Regions from separate parts of the Ovis aries genome. Here region 2 is linked to region 1. The links are chromatin contacts, called in public Hi-C maps. All regions are on one chromosome and are shown on one strand. Each heading gives the region's core, a stretch centred on a gene start, on an enhancer-like site or on the middle of the called end of the contact. The rest is flanking DNA. Distances are from core to core; before and after follow the strand shown.

Region 1 (7,245 bases), core at 1,756-4,255:
TTGGATCTTGTCCTTGTGTATTAGGAATCAGCAGGTTATAAGGGTCTTCCTGCTGTGAGCCTTGACACCCATCACACATTTGGGGGATAACTTTTTTTTTATTGTCTGTCAACTCTGATAGATCTGAAGTTATGTGAAGGCAGGATACCAGGCTGTCTTATTTACAAATATATCCCAGTGTCAGTGCAATGACTAACATATGGTAAGTGCTCACTAAATATGCATAAACTCTAAAATCATGACTTACATGGTTGGTGATGGCAAGTAGGGTGAAGAGAAGAGGCAGAAATGGGCAAAGTAATTGGAAAAGTTTTTGCTAAACTGTAATAGAGCTTGAACAACAGTGTGCAAGTTTCCCTTCAGTCAATCAGAGGAGTGGCAAGCATGCAACATCTATTACCTTAAGAACTAGAGTAGAAGTAATCTATGTATTCATTCTAAGCTTTTGGTGTTTTTTTTTTTTTCTCCCCATCAAATGCGTGTTTGGACCATTTGGCCCACAATGTCAGGGCCTGGAGTTTTTGAGTGACTTATTCCCTAAAGTGCATTAAAAAACATGAATCGACATTTTAAAAAGAAGAAAAAAAGAACCCAGCTTTTCGGTTTCCCTTGAAAAGTTGGGCCTTTGGCAAGCCTGACCCACAGTCCAATATGGCAACAATGGTCTGAAGCCTTTAAATAAGCTTGTGTTTATCAACAGGCCAATATCCACCACTTACAAAAATGGCCCAGACATAGCCAGGCCAACAAAGGCCTCTGAATTCACGACCTCTGAACCTCAAGTTCTCTATGTCTCCTTTATTTTGAAAGAGTATCTTCTTCAGTCTTTGCATGGTTATATTTCTCCCAACCTTTGAATGACCTCAGTGTCAAATGTCGCTTGTATCTGCCAGAGGTTCTGAAAATAAATTATTTCACATACATTCAAAGAAACGCACCTGCTCCAGAAAGCAACTATTAGTATTACGGATTCAAATTTCCCTTAATCAATTCCTACAATGACCCTAAAGGGAGATGCTAGACTAGAGAGTCTGCGGATCAAGGTTTGACTACTTCTTGAACGCTGATATTATGTATGGTGGTGAAACAGAGGTATTCAGTTCAGTCGCTCAGTCGTGTCCGACTCTTTGCGACCCCATAAATTGCAGCACGCCAGGCCTCCCTGTGCGTCACTAACTCCCAGAGTTCACTCAAACTCACGTCCATTGAGTCGGTGATGCCATCCAGCCATCTCATCCTCTGTGGTCCCCTTCTCCTCCTGCCCCCAATCCCTCCCAGCATCAGGGTCTTTTCCAATGAGTCAACTCTTCGCATGTGGTGGCTAAACTATTGGAGTTTCAGCTTTAGCATCATTCCTTCCAGAAAAATATCTATTTCTGCTTTATTGACTATGCCAAAGCCTTTGACTGTGTGGATCACAATAAACTGTGGAAAATTCTGAAAGAGATGGGAATACAGACCACCTGACCTGCCTCTTGAGAAACCTCTATGCAGGTCAGGAAGCAACAGTTAGAACTGGACATGGAACAACAGACTGGTTCCAGATAGGAAAAGGAGTATGTCAAGGCTGTATATTGTCACCCTGCTTATTTAACTTCTATGCAGAGTACATCATGAGAAACGCTGGGCTGGAAGAAGCACAAGCTGGAATCAAGATTGCCAGGAGAAATATCAATAACCTCAGATATGCAGATGACACCACCCTTATGGCAGAAAGTGAAGAGGAACTAAAAGCCTCTTGATGAAAGTGAAAGAGGAGAGTGAAAAAGTTGGCTTAAAGCTCAACATTCAGAAAACGAAGATCATGGCATCTGGTCCCATCACTCATGGGAAATAGATGGGAAACAGTGGAAACAGTGTCAGACTTTATTTTGGGGGGCTCCAAAATCACTGCAGATGGTGATTGCAGCCATGAAATTAAAAGACGACTCCTTGGAAGGAAAGTTATGAGGTATTAGGGATACATGAATACAGGAACTGCCAGGGTGGAGGTTGCAGAACGGAGCCTGGGACGATGGTGAAAAAACAGACGCTAGAGCGCTAATCAGTTCAAGTATTTATTGGTTATTCATGACGTGCCAGGCACTGTATTAACAAAGGGCTTCAGCAATAGACCCACCACTGTCGCTACTTTTACTGCGCTAATTCCAATGCGGCAAACCAGGTAACACACACACATAAACACACATATAACATACATATGTATGTGTAACGTGGAGATAAATGCTAATTATAAAACCAAAGCAGAGCAAGGGAACAGCAAGTGAAGGTGGGTGCTGTCTTAGGTGACCCCGGCCAAACAAGCAAAGGAGCAAAGCAGGAACCATGGATCCGTTTCTAATTTTCTTGGAAGCCTCCTTCGAAGTCCCGCCCCCCTCCCTCCCAATAGGCGCAAGAGCCGTCTCCTGGGAAGCTCCTCCCACAGTCCCGCCCAGAGGCGGTCTTGGGGGCGGAGCCCCGCGCCCAGGCTCTCCGAGCGCCCCGCGCAGAAAGCCGCGCGCTTAGGGTTCCCGGCATTCTCTGGGTGCTTTGCAGGCTGAGAAAATTACCCCCGCCGAAGAATGGCATGCTGGGAACTGTAGTTTCCGGCCGCAGCCCCGGGTCTGAACGGGCAGTAAAAAGCCGCCAAGTCTGGCTCCATTCCTGGCACAGGACTGGAAGCTCCGAAGGGTTGTAGGAAGGGCTCTCTGGAGGGTGAGAGAGTCGGGGGGTGGGGGTCACTCCGAGAACCGTCAGGCGCGTCCAGCCGGCTGAGCATCCAGGCCGGAGGCCGTCACGTGACTCCAGCCCCCTCCGGCGCCCGCGGCTCTCTTCAGCGCTGTTCCCGCCCCGCCCCGCCCCTCGCGTCCATCGGCCCGAGCTTCCCCCGGCGCTGCTGCCACCTCGCGCTCGGAGGCGTCACGGAACGTGCTCGCCTCTCCCCCTCCCCCGCCCTTCCCCTCTCCCGCCCTCCCCCACCTACCCCTCCCTCGCCAAGACTCGCCGCCGCCGCCGCCGCAGCCGCAGGAGTAGCCGCCGCCAGAGCCGCGCGCAGCCATGGCCGAGAACCCCGGCTTGGAGAACCACCGCATCAAGAGCTTCAAGAATAAGGGCCGAGATGTGGAGGTGAGTGTGCTTCCGCGGCGGGGGGCCCAACCGGCTCGCCCTCCCGGTCGCGCCGGCCCTGAGGCGGCGAGGAGGGGCGGGGGGCCGGCGCGACCGGGCTGGTTCTCGCCGGCCCGCGATGGGTCGGAGTTGGCCGCCGCCTCCCGTCCCTGCGGCCGGGCGGCGGGAGGCGGGTGGCGGTCCGGGCTGCAGCCGCCAGCGGCGGCTGCCCGGTGCGGAGACCGGGAAATGCCGGGGTTTTCGGCCCCGTCACGCGGGCGCGGCCTGCTGTCGGCGAGGAAGAGGTGTGGAGCTGAGGCGGGGTCCGCGGGCCGGGGCCTCGCGCGCCGGGGATGCTGCGGCCGCGGTCTTTCGACCGCCACGCTGAGGGGGCGGCGCGGCTCTCGCCCGGCTCGCGGTGCAGCCTCCCGCCCGGCACGGCCCCCTCAGCGCCTCCCGCGCTGCCGCACATGGAGCCTCGGCTCCGCCGGTCCCCGCGCCTACCTTCGGCGAGCCGGGCCCAGGCGGGCGGTGGCGGCCCGCAGAGGGGGGTGGGGACCAGCTGGGTAACCGACTTGTTTGAGGGTGGCGGATGGGGGAGGGTAGGATGCGCCAGGACCATTTTCTTATAACCCGGTGCGGTTCCCCGGAGCAGTCGTGCTGAGCTTCTCCCAGCTTGTACTCTCGTTAACCGCTGGCATTTGGAGCAAGCCGAAGGTGGACAATAGTTTCCCGTCTATTGTGTGGAGGGCTTTGGAAGAGACGTTGTTCCGACCTCCGCTCCCAGGACCTGTTTTCTTAGCCTTTTCTTGTAGCGGAGGGGGTGTGCATAGAAGGATCATTCCTTTGACACGTTGTACTGAAATAAAGAGGCTTGGAGGGCCTCTTGCTGTAAGCTGGTAGAATGTCCAAGTGGTTGCAAAACTGTAAACATTCATCGCGGTCACTCAGTTCGTTGCTACTCAGCATGTTGCCATTGTCTCATTAAGGTGACATTAGCAGGTACTGTTTGCAAACTCGGCTTCTGCAGGCAGCGCTAGAGGTCTCTCTGCAGCTACTGAACGCCGTGTAGTGTGGTGCAGAAACTTCCCTGGGACTCTGACCTCTGGATTTGCTAGGGGGAAGGTGTTTCAGGTCCACAGCCTCCTTTTCTAATACCAGGTGACATAATTTGCAGTTTTGTTATTCTTGCTCAGAGGCCAGTGTGACTTAAGAAAGTGTGCATTTTGTCCTGTCTTAAAGAGAGAAGGTGGTGGTGGTGGGGATATGCCATTCAACGTTCTGTTTTCTAGAAAAACAGAAAACTCAGGCTATTTTTCGGAGCTGCCAAATTAAATACTAATTAGGAAATACGTGGAATTCCCATTTGACTGAGACAAATTAAGGTCATCTATGTCTGTCGTGGTCATGGTTAAGCTTCTTTTATGAGAAATACTTTTAAGTAAAAGTGAAACTTAGGAATAGCAACAAGAAATTTGCGGACTGCCTCTGATTTTTGGTCCACTTGATGATAGAAGTTAATTTTGAACTTTTCCCATCAGTATTTGTTCTTGAAGCTTACACCAGTTATAAAGCAAAGCTTAATGTAGTTTGAAACATTCTGGTATTGTTTGTATCGAAGTAATTAACAATCTTTCTGCTTCTGGGTGTTGGTACAGGTTTTTGTCTTTTTTTTTTTTTTTTTTTTTTTGCCTCTGTTGTGTTCTGGGAACTCAGTGATAACCTAGAAAGGACTCCTGCACATAATAGGCACACGTAAATGCCTGCTGATGATCAGACGGTAACCAGTAACTTCTAGATGCATGAAAAAGATGACTGGTTGCTAACTAAGCCTTCCAGCCTGAAAGTATTGATCACAGCATTACGATTCCCAGGATACAGGAAGGAATCTAAGGCATGAAGTAGCAGACATTGAAATGGTAGTTCCACATGGCAGGCACTTTACTAAGAGCTTCATTGATAACCGCTTTTAGTTCTTAGGACAACTTTGTGAGCAAGGTGTAGCATTATCCCCACTTTACAGAAGGAAAGTACTTAAGATGAGAAGCTCAGGACTGCTTGTACAGGCTGCACAAGGTCATGGAGTGGGTGTGAGCATTCACTCATTGTCTGTTGGGTATATAAGGTTGCTCAGTCTGTACCTGGAGGAGTTTACTTTTATAGTTCAGTAGGAGTGTAGGAAAGTAAACTGATCACTACAGTGCAGTGACATCAATAAGTGTATGCTGAGAATGCATGAGGAGATCCTGACTTGGAGCTGAGCAGTCAAGGGAGATGTTCTGGTTGATTCCTAGTGGATGAATGGGAATGAGTAGATCCTGAAGGATGCAAGGAAGTTGGGAGAGGGAGAGGGCAAGGAAGGGGCATTTCAGACGTGAGGGAGCAGTAACCAAAGAGTCCTGAGAATGTAGGGCTCTTTAGTTACCACTGTAGCTGGACTGCTAAGAGAGAGGGATGCTAGAAATGTGACTAAAGGGTGAACTGGGGTCAGATCTGCTCAAGTGCCTTTATTGTGGAATTTGGTATAACTGACACTAGACACCTTATCTAGTTTAGTCTTATCCTTTTTAGAAACTATTATACTAGAAACTTAGGTTGCAACTTAGCTCTGTGACTAAATAGTAGTGATTATCAGTCTGTTAAAAAAACAGTGAAATATACTTTGCTGAGCTATCAATCATTCCTGTCTTTTCTCCTACAGAACAGATAAAAAATAAAAACATTACAGATTATATAGCCAGCCAATACACAAGATGCTAGGTGTAAGAATAAAACACATAGTTTCTAAAAAAAAAAAAAAAAAAGTGTGGAGTTATGCCAGGGAATTGTGACTAGGGGAAGAATGCAGTTTCATAGTCATTCAATTGGGAATGGCTTCATAAACGAAAGGTTGGCGAATTTCATAGAACGGATGTACTAAACTTGTACTGGGCACACAGGAAATTCGTGAATAAAGATCTGGGTGAAAAAGAAGAGAAGTTAGATGAAGGAGGGAAGAGATGGGCTTTAAGGTTGCCTGTGGTGGTTTGAGAATATTTTTGTGGCAAAAAGTTGTTGATAAGAAACTTCTTGATAAGGAGATATGAAGAAATTTATTTCAGAGTAGGATTAGGAGGTGTAACATGATAACAGCGATGGAAAAAGGTGACTGGGCAGAGATAACTAGAATAAATTTTGGAGTAAAGGTACTGTTACCCATATGTAAGGAGGAATTTGCCAAAAAATTAAGACCGGGGCTGGTCCTAACGTAGAATGAGGATTTGAACCTCCTCCCCTTCCTTTCTCTTCTTTGTAAAACTCAGTGGAGAGAAAGGAGATAAAAGTTATCCTGAGCTTTATAGATGGAAGTCGGGGAGGGAATAATTATCATGGTCAGCAGTTTAAGGCTTGGGTTGGGGGAATGGATTTGGTATCTAAAACAAGGAAATACATAATGAATTCCAGTTAGTGAATACTTATAAATCACACTTGCAGGTAATTGCCACCTGGGTCAAATGTTCACTTCAAGGATGTGATATTTTAATCTTTGACAGAAACGAATGATTATTTTAAAATTCTTAACGTTTATTGAATGCTTACAGTGTACCTGTTCAGTTCAGTTTAGTTGCTCAGTGGTGTCCCACTCTTTGCGACCCCATGAATCACAGCACGCCAGGCCTGCCTGTCTGACAACAACTCCCGGAGTTCACTCAAACTCACGTCCATCGAGTCGGTGATGCCATCTAGCCATCTCATCCTCTGTCGTCCCCTTCTCCTCCTGCCCCCAATCCCTCCCATCATCAGGTTCTTTTCCAATGAGTCAACTCTTCACATGAGGTGGCCAAAGTACTGGAGTTTCAGCATCATTCCTTCCAGTGAACACCCAGGACTGATCTCCATTAGGATGGACTGGTTGGACCTCCTTGCAGTCCAAGGGACTCTCAGGAGTCTTCTCCAACACCACAGTTCAAAAGCATCAATTCTTTGGCACTCAGCTTTCTTTATTGTCCAACTCTCACATCCATACATGACCACTGGAAAAACCATAGCCTTGGCTAGACGGATCTTTGTTGGCAAAGTAATGTCTCTACTTTTTAATATGCTATCTAGGTTGGTCGTAACTTTCCTTCCAAGGACTACCTGTACCAAGTATCAATTGTTTATATGCATTATTTAGTCTTA
Region 2 (7,021 bases), core at 3,809-6,308, 230 kb before region 1:
CTGAAACAGGCGTTCCCTTTTCCAGATCATATTCCCCATAAAATCTAAAGCCAGATGCATCGCTTGGGCAAGTTCCCATTTCACCGCGAAAAGCACGGATTTGTTTCCAAACTGGACTCCAAATCGAGGTTTCTGGTGCGGGTTCCAGTGGCCTGCGCAAGGTTGGAGTTTCGATGCCTCAAGGGACTGCCCGGGCGGGTAACGTTTTAGGTACTCTAGCCCAGGCAAAGCATCGTTTGCGAATGCGTAGATTTAATTTAAAAAAAAAAAGGGGGGGGGGTGGCGAAGTAAAGACAATTACGGGCTTTCAAAGCCGTGTGTGAAGTGAGATGGAGGATAAAAGATTATAGATGCCCAGTTTAGCAAGATAACCTGATGGAATCTCTGTTTCACAGAAATAAGTTACAAGGGGGGAAACTTGCAAGAAAGTGAGAACAGTGGCCACATATGAAACCAAAGGGCGAGCATGGTGAAAGCAGGCATTTTAATCACCCTGTTGAGTCAAAAAATAGCTTTTGCTGAGTTTGCTTTTTTTTTTTTTTTTTTTTCAAGAAATAGAAGACTCCTTCCCAAAGTAATAGCCTACGGGTCTATTTCACCTGCAAGTTTCCTCTCATTATTGTATAAAGAAATTTGGGTGGAGTGGGCCATGTTTTTCACAGAACTTTCTGGTATTTGCAGTTGTGGTGAACAGGAAAGGAATAAAAACGAACGTAATTAGTCTGGGATTGCCTACTGCCTATTACCGGCATAACATCAGCAGGAAATTAAGACTGCCTTCCCGAGGTTCGCTTATAATAATTCAATTTTGCATCTTTTAAAAGTATAGCCGTTTTTGAGTACTTTTGGTGAAATGAATAACCAGCGATGCAGGACCTAAACAATGCACACAATTCCAAGTCTACTTATTTAAGGAGTGAAAAGGTGCGGCGCGAAAGCGCCCCTGCACGGGTTGAGGTGTCACGGCTGTGGGCTGCGCCGTGTATTAGGTGCCAGTGAGAGAAAGCACAGACTCAAACTACTCGCACAGAAAACTGTTTCCACGTTTGACTCATTTAGGATCAAATGGTATTTTTAACACTTGCCAAAACCCACAGTTATTGCGACAAGAAAGGTGCCAGGCAAGAATGAAGTTAGTTGTTTATTAGGGCAAGGTGGGACTTTTCGCGCTTTTGGCTACATAAGTGTACCCGAATGACAGGGACGAATGTACCCGAGTGACAGGGTGAGCATCTTGCAGGCCACTCTCCCCGTGTTGGTTCATTGCAAGGGAAGGTGGGGGGAACGGGACGCCTTTTAGCAGATCAGACTCTGGCTGTCACCAGTGAGGGGTGGTGGTGGGGGGTGGTTAACTTCACTTCGTAAAGATACTCATCCTCTTCTTAACTGAAGAAGTCTGAGGCCGCGAAGGCCGCCCACAGAGGCCGCGCCTTGTCCAGATCTGCTCAGGCCGCCTTTGTCCCCGCAGTGACTACCGAGAGGGAGGGGGGCGGGCGCGGAGGTTGTCACTAAAGTTTCCTGAAGTCTTTATACGGCGAAGAACTCTGGGTTTTGCGGGTAAGCGGGCAGCCTATCCAATCTGAGTGGAGCGACAATTCCGTGAGCCTCCGGTCCCCGGCGGCCTCCGCGCGCCCTCGCCCGCCCCGGCCTCTCCCCCGGATCAGTCGCCGGGGGCCAACGCTCGCCCCCGCGCCACACTCCTGGGCCTCTGGGTCCCCTCCGCACGGTCCCAATCAGTCTCGAGTTTCAACTCAAGACCCAGGCCAAACTTTCCCTTCGGGGCTGGTATATTCTCACACGCGGACGCCTTTCCCATGGGGAGGAGGAGCGATGGAGCTCCGGGCAGCTCCCGGGGGCCCTGCGGGGACCACCCGCCACCCGGTTTCCACGCAGCCCCCACGCCCACTCTTGCCTCCCAACCCCAGATCTTGACCTCCCACGGCCGTGCTCAGGGAAGCCGCCGCGACTGATGCGCCCCGGGTGCTTTCGTTTTGCTTTCGCTCCCTTCTCTCCGCAGCTGAGACGACCGCGGAAGAACAAAATGGGGGTGGAAAACGCGTGTCCTGACAAAAGTGATGGGGACACCGCGGTTCCGTCCCAGGCTGGGCGGGGAGAGGGGGAGGCTCAGGCTGAGGCCTGGGACCCCTGTCCCTTGCATGGGCGAAAAGGGCCCGCAGGCCTGGCTTGTTTTCTTCGTGTAAAGAAACGTGATTTGTAGATACTGAAGCAACAAAGTTGGCGCGGAAACGAATTCGCCTGCTTAGGAGGACTGTGTCTTGCAGATACAGACGAATAGGCAGGGTAGAAAGGCCGGAAGAGGGGCGGCCGGAGCCTTTCACTAAGTTGGAAGGAAACCGAGAGAGAAGTTTCGAGATCCGGGATCCGGCTCCCACCCCAAGCTCTGAGTACCATCAGGTGTGAGGGGGCACCAACGCCCAGTCCCATTTGCTGCTCGTCCACTCAGCTCTGCGCTTTGGAAAAACCCAGCAACCACTGCACAGGCTCGCTTCACTTTATCTCGCCTCTCTCTTAATGGTGAGCAAAGCACATGTATCCTAAACTGATGAACTCATGGACTAAGGTCTCCCCCTTAAAGGAAAAAAAAAAAAAAAGCCAAACTTGGAAAGGTTTCTCAAATAGAGGTAAACTTGTTGCTGCCCCGAGTGGCCCGTGCGAAAGCTCTCCTAGGTTTGCACGCGCCCAACGCAGGGCCCGGAAGCTCCGCTCCCGGGCAAGGGCCGGGGCAGAGTCCCGCCCTCCTCCCCCGGCGGCCTGCACTTGAGCCCGAACGAGGGTGAGTGCGAGGGAACAGTCTCTCCAAACTCCTTAGAAAATAACTCTTGCAGACTGTTTACCACAGTGTCCAACTGCCCGGAAAGGTCCGACGCGTTTCCTGCACTCGTCCCAGCTCAGTTCGAACTTTTCTCCACCCGTGATCTGAAGGGCTAAATTATTTTTATTCCGACTCTGGAAAGTTAAACTAAGATCTAAATAAATCACTAAGGGAAATGACCGGAAGCTGCGAAGGTAAATTACACTCAAACCAGCTACTTGCACTTGTTTTATTTTTTTTTTTTTAATAAGGCCTTCCTCTAGTATTGACCGCCCTCCTTGTTTACATCGAGCTCAGGAACAGAAGCTTTAGGCCAGCAAGGGAGCTCAGTTTCATTTCGGGGAGTATGCCGGGGCCTATCACTTCGTCATCAGGTTTGAGAAGAAAGTTCAAATGTTTTTTGTCACAGATCTAGCTTCCAGTAACTCCTCAGAAACTCCAGTACCCCCACGGCGGCTCAGGTCTGCAAAACTCCTCGGTCCGCAGAAGTCCGGGAGGCAGTAAGTTGAGCTCGCGCGACGCCCCGCTGCACCTGCGGAGGAGGCAGGGCGTCTCCGCGCGTCTCGGAACGGCCGCACCGTACTTCCCGCGCTCCGCCCGCCAGCCTTCGGGCGGCCGCCAGCCACCCCGGCGTCCCTCGGTCCCCCGCCCGCAGCCGATCGTGCGGGGGAGAAAAAGGGAAAGGGGGACTGGCATCCCCTCGTCTGGGGAAGCGGCCGCGCGAGGGCCCAGTCAGGCCCCCAGCTTGCAGCGAGGCCCGAACGCGCGCACACTCGGCGACCAGGGCGGTGGCGCTCCAGAGATCGGGCGGGGTGGTGGTGGCGGGGAGGTTTGAGGAGGGCGGAAGCGCCGATGGCTGGCGAGCACTCTCGAGAGTCGCGGACCCCGGGTGACTAGGGTGCGGGTGCCCACGCTGTGCGCGACGCCTGGGTCACTGGCTGGAGCCCAGGAGCCAGGCGCACAGCTGAGCGAGGCGGCCGCCGCCACGGAGCCTGGGGGGCGGCGCGGAGCCCCGGGGAGCTGGTTTTCCCGGGCGGGCACGTGACGGGGTTGGCAGCGCTCTGGCCCGGGCAGGGAGGAGGGGGAGGCGGCGATCGGGAGGCCGGGGGCGGGCGGGCGGCTGGCGCGCTGTGTACTTAGGTCGTGTGCTGGGGCTTTTCTCTCCCAGGAGCCGGCTGGAGGAGGGGAGGGGGGAGGGGCCACCGCTCCGCCTTCTCCTTTTCGCAATGTTGACGCAATCTATAAATAGTGGAACAAAAGGACCAACTTCCTCGGAGCTTTGCTGAAACTGCACAAAAAAATCGAGCTGGGGGGTTCCCTGTTCCCTGGCGATGGGGCGGGGAGCGCGGCGCCCGGGGGAGGGGGCGGGCGCGGCAGCGCGGGCCCCGCCGAGGGGGGACACCTGGCTGAGGCATTGCCGCCGCCGCCGCCGCGCCTCTCCGCGCGAACCCAGGGCTCCGGTCCCTGCGCGGGCTCGAGAGCTCGCCCGGATCGGGGGGTCTTCCTCCTCCACCGTTGACAGGTCAGTCCGCACCGCCCCCTTTCTACACTGGGTTTTCTCTTCCCTCCCCCAAGCCTCTACTTTTAGAAGGGAATAAAGGGGGAAAAAATTAGAGCGAGGCGCAGCAGTGACAGCCACCCAATCTGGAAGCCTAGCAGTGCACGGCGGGGTGGCCGAGGGGCTCCGGAGACGGTCAGCGCCTGGCCCCCCTCGTCGTACAGCCGGTGGCCGCGCCGCGGCCAGAGACGAAGCCAGGACTAGCTTGCGCCGCCCAGGCGGCGAGGAGAGTGGAGGCGGGAGCGCCGCGGGGGCGCGGGCGGGCGAGCGAGCGGTCGACGGCGGGCTCCCTGCTGCAGCTCCTGCTTGGGATACCGAACCCCCAGGGAAGACGCGCCAGGACCAGGGGGCTGCTGAGCCCAGCTCGCCCCCTCGGAGCTCGGAGCTCGGACCTAGCGTCCCCACCTCGTCCCGCGCAGCTGCTGTGGGAGGGCTGAGTGGAGAAGCGCTGTCGCCGCACGCCACCGCACACTCCTGGCTCCGGTGCCCACGCGACCCGCCGCGCCGGCGACTGAGGGGAGGGGGGCGAGGTGAGGACAGAAGGCAACGCTTTCCTCCGGGGCGCCCGGACCCAAGCGCGAGCGCTCGCCGCGCCGCCGTGGCGGTTACACTGGGCGCGGGGGAGGGGGCGGAGCTGGCGCTGTTGACAGCCGCGCTGGAGCGGGGAGGGCGAGAGCTGGGGAGAAGCTGGTGGGGGAGGGAGCGCGCGCGAGCGCGCGCGGGGTTCGGCTAGGAGCGGGGGTCACGTGACGGGCAGACGCCCCCGCTACAGGCTGACAGTAGGGATGACGTCACCGTCCCCTGACTGCAGGGGGTGGCACTTCCGTTCCCCCCCCACCCAGCCCCCTAAGCGGCGGCTGCAGCCATTTCGAAGTGTGGGAGTGGGCGGGCAGGAGACGGGTGGAGGGGGTTTTCGTTGCTGCCCCAGCTCCTGGCTTCATCCCCAGCTGCCCGGAGCCCGGGCCCAGAGCGGTGGCTGAGGCCGCCCTCCCCCGACGCGCCCCATTGTGTGAGCGGGCGGGCGGCTCCGCGCGGAAGCTGGTGCCGGCCCCCTGCGGCTCCCAGCTCCGGAGGGGGCGGGGACGGCCCCGGACGGTCAAGGCCAAGTCTTGGCCGCGTCCCGAGAGCGCCCAGCGCGCTCCTGAGGTCCGACTCTCAACTCCAGGCTGGGACATAGGCTGCCGTGCCCGCGTTCTCCGAAAGCCGGGTGTTTGGAGACCCCGCTCGGCGGCGCAAGCCTAGCGTCCAGCCTCGCGGGTGTGTGACAGGCGTTTGTCACCGTTCCGGAGCACTCGATTCCAGCAGTCGTTATAAAGCTATTTGGGGAAACTCCGGGTTTTGGTGACTCAGCGCGGTAAGCGCTATTTATAAGTTGATTCGTTAGTAGCAGGGAAATACACTTCTCTCAGATCCGTCCGCCCTAGGAGGGAAAAGAGCTCTGTTTCAAGACAGCAATTAAGCCTTAACTTTTTCTGAACGAGTCAAGGGTTGACTTTAAAAAGCCTGTGCTGTGAGAGAAAGCAGACCTCACAAGTACACAGTGTATCTCAAAAAGTAGGAGCGTCTTCCTGGGTAGGTGGAGAATTTTAAGGACACTTCACGATGTGTTAGACCTTTTGGGGGCGGTGATGTTGCGTGAGCCAAGGAGAAACAATTCAGATAAATGACCCAGCAATCCTAGTAGATAGCAGGATATCAGAACTATATTTATTAATTTCAGTATTTGTTAAATACATAACACCATTTGGTGGCTGGGCATAAGATAAAGGAAAATGGGATGGTGCGGAAAATTCCTGTAGGAAATTGTCTTAACAGGAAGGTGTCTGTTGTATTTATCGTCAAAACTCTGGGGCAAATATAAATTACACGTTTGCAACCCAATCTCTCCCTCCTAAGAAAGCACTACAAAAGTGTATACTACAGCCTGGGATGATTGTTCAGTGTAAGTGCTGCACAAACAATTTATTAGTCACTGCTTGTTTTACAGGTTTTACTTCACTGTTTTATTTTTTTCCCACCTCCACCCTAGTTTGGAAATCCAAGAGGCAGACGCTAAGAGAAAGAGCAGTTGCTAGCCTGGCTTCAGGGAGGCAGGAATTCACACCCAGCTTGCTTAGCCTGAATAGCTTCCTGTAGGTAGCTGACCTGAGGTGCTTCTTAAAAGAAGACGGTTTCCTGGATGGGCAGAAGTTAGACCAGCTAAGGAAAGAGTTTTCCCAAGCTGAACAAGCAAAGTAGCAGGTACAAAGCCTGTAGTGAACAACTACAGCCAAGTAAGAATGGGTGGGCTGTGAAAAGGGGGAGAAGGGAGGCTGGATGAAAGGCCAGGTCAGGCAGACTTTGTAGTCCACGCTGGGGAGTTTGGAATGTAGCTTGAGACCTACAAGTGTTTAGCTTTTGGGGGCACAAATACCCTTTTGAGAACCTAGGGAAAGCAATCTGGTCTCTCTCCAGAGTAACCTCTACTACAATTCAGCATACAATCTCAAGTGTTTGTTCTGTGTGTAAATGATTATTGGGCCTCAGGATTTAAACCTACAGAAAAGGGAAAACCATAAAAGGATTTCATTTTTTTAATGGAAATGCATGGTCAGTTATGAAAAGAATACAGGTCCTTGAAAAGATTACAC

The links. Hi-C and Micro-C count contacts between places; a contact is called where the count stands out from the background.
Region 2: a contact with region 1 is called in a Hi-C map of liver, with 2.9 times the contacts expected there. The contact joins the enhancer-like site here to the promoter of KPNA3 in region 1. A contact is called at or near these places in 2 of 16 Hi-C or Micro-C datasets (blood and liver).

What each region holds. Positions count from the first base shown.
Region 1 is chr10:19,665,379-19,672,623 of ARS-UI_Ramb_v3.0, reverse strand. KPNA3 (karyopherin subunit alpha 3) reads left to right here and starts at 3,005. Exons shown (of 17, transcript XM_015098074.3): 1 at 3,005-3,105. The coding sequence starts at 3,037. It overlaps LOC132657287 (craniofacial development protein 2-like), which reads left to right and starts at 3,647. Exons shown (of 2, transcript XM_060394361.1): 1 at 3,647-7,245.
Region 2 is chr10:19,898,333-19,905,353 of ARS-UI_Ramb_v3.0, reverse strand. LOC105608012 (a long non-coding RNA gene) reads right to left here. Exons shown (of 6, transcript XR_009595198.1): 6 at 6,077-7,021. Among named protein-coding and RNA genes, the nearest start is that of TRNAR-UCU, 69 kb to the left of the region's middle. Within about 2 kb of position 5,058, at least 51 of the 54 cell types and tissues checked have an H3K27ac peak or open chromatin away from gene starts, as enhancers often do. A contact at or near this core is called in liver, where this site is marked.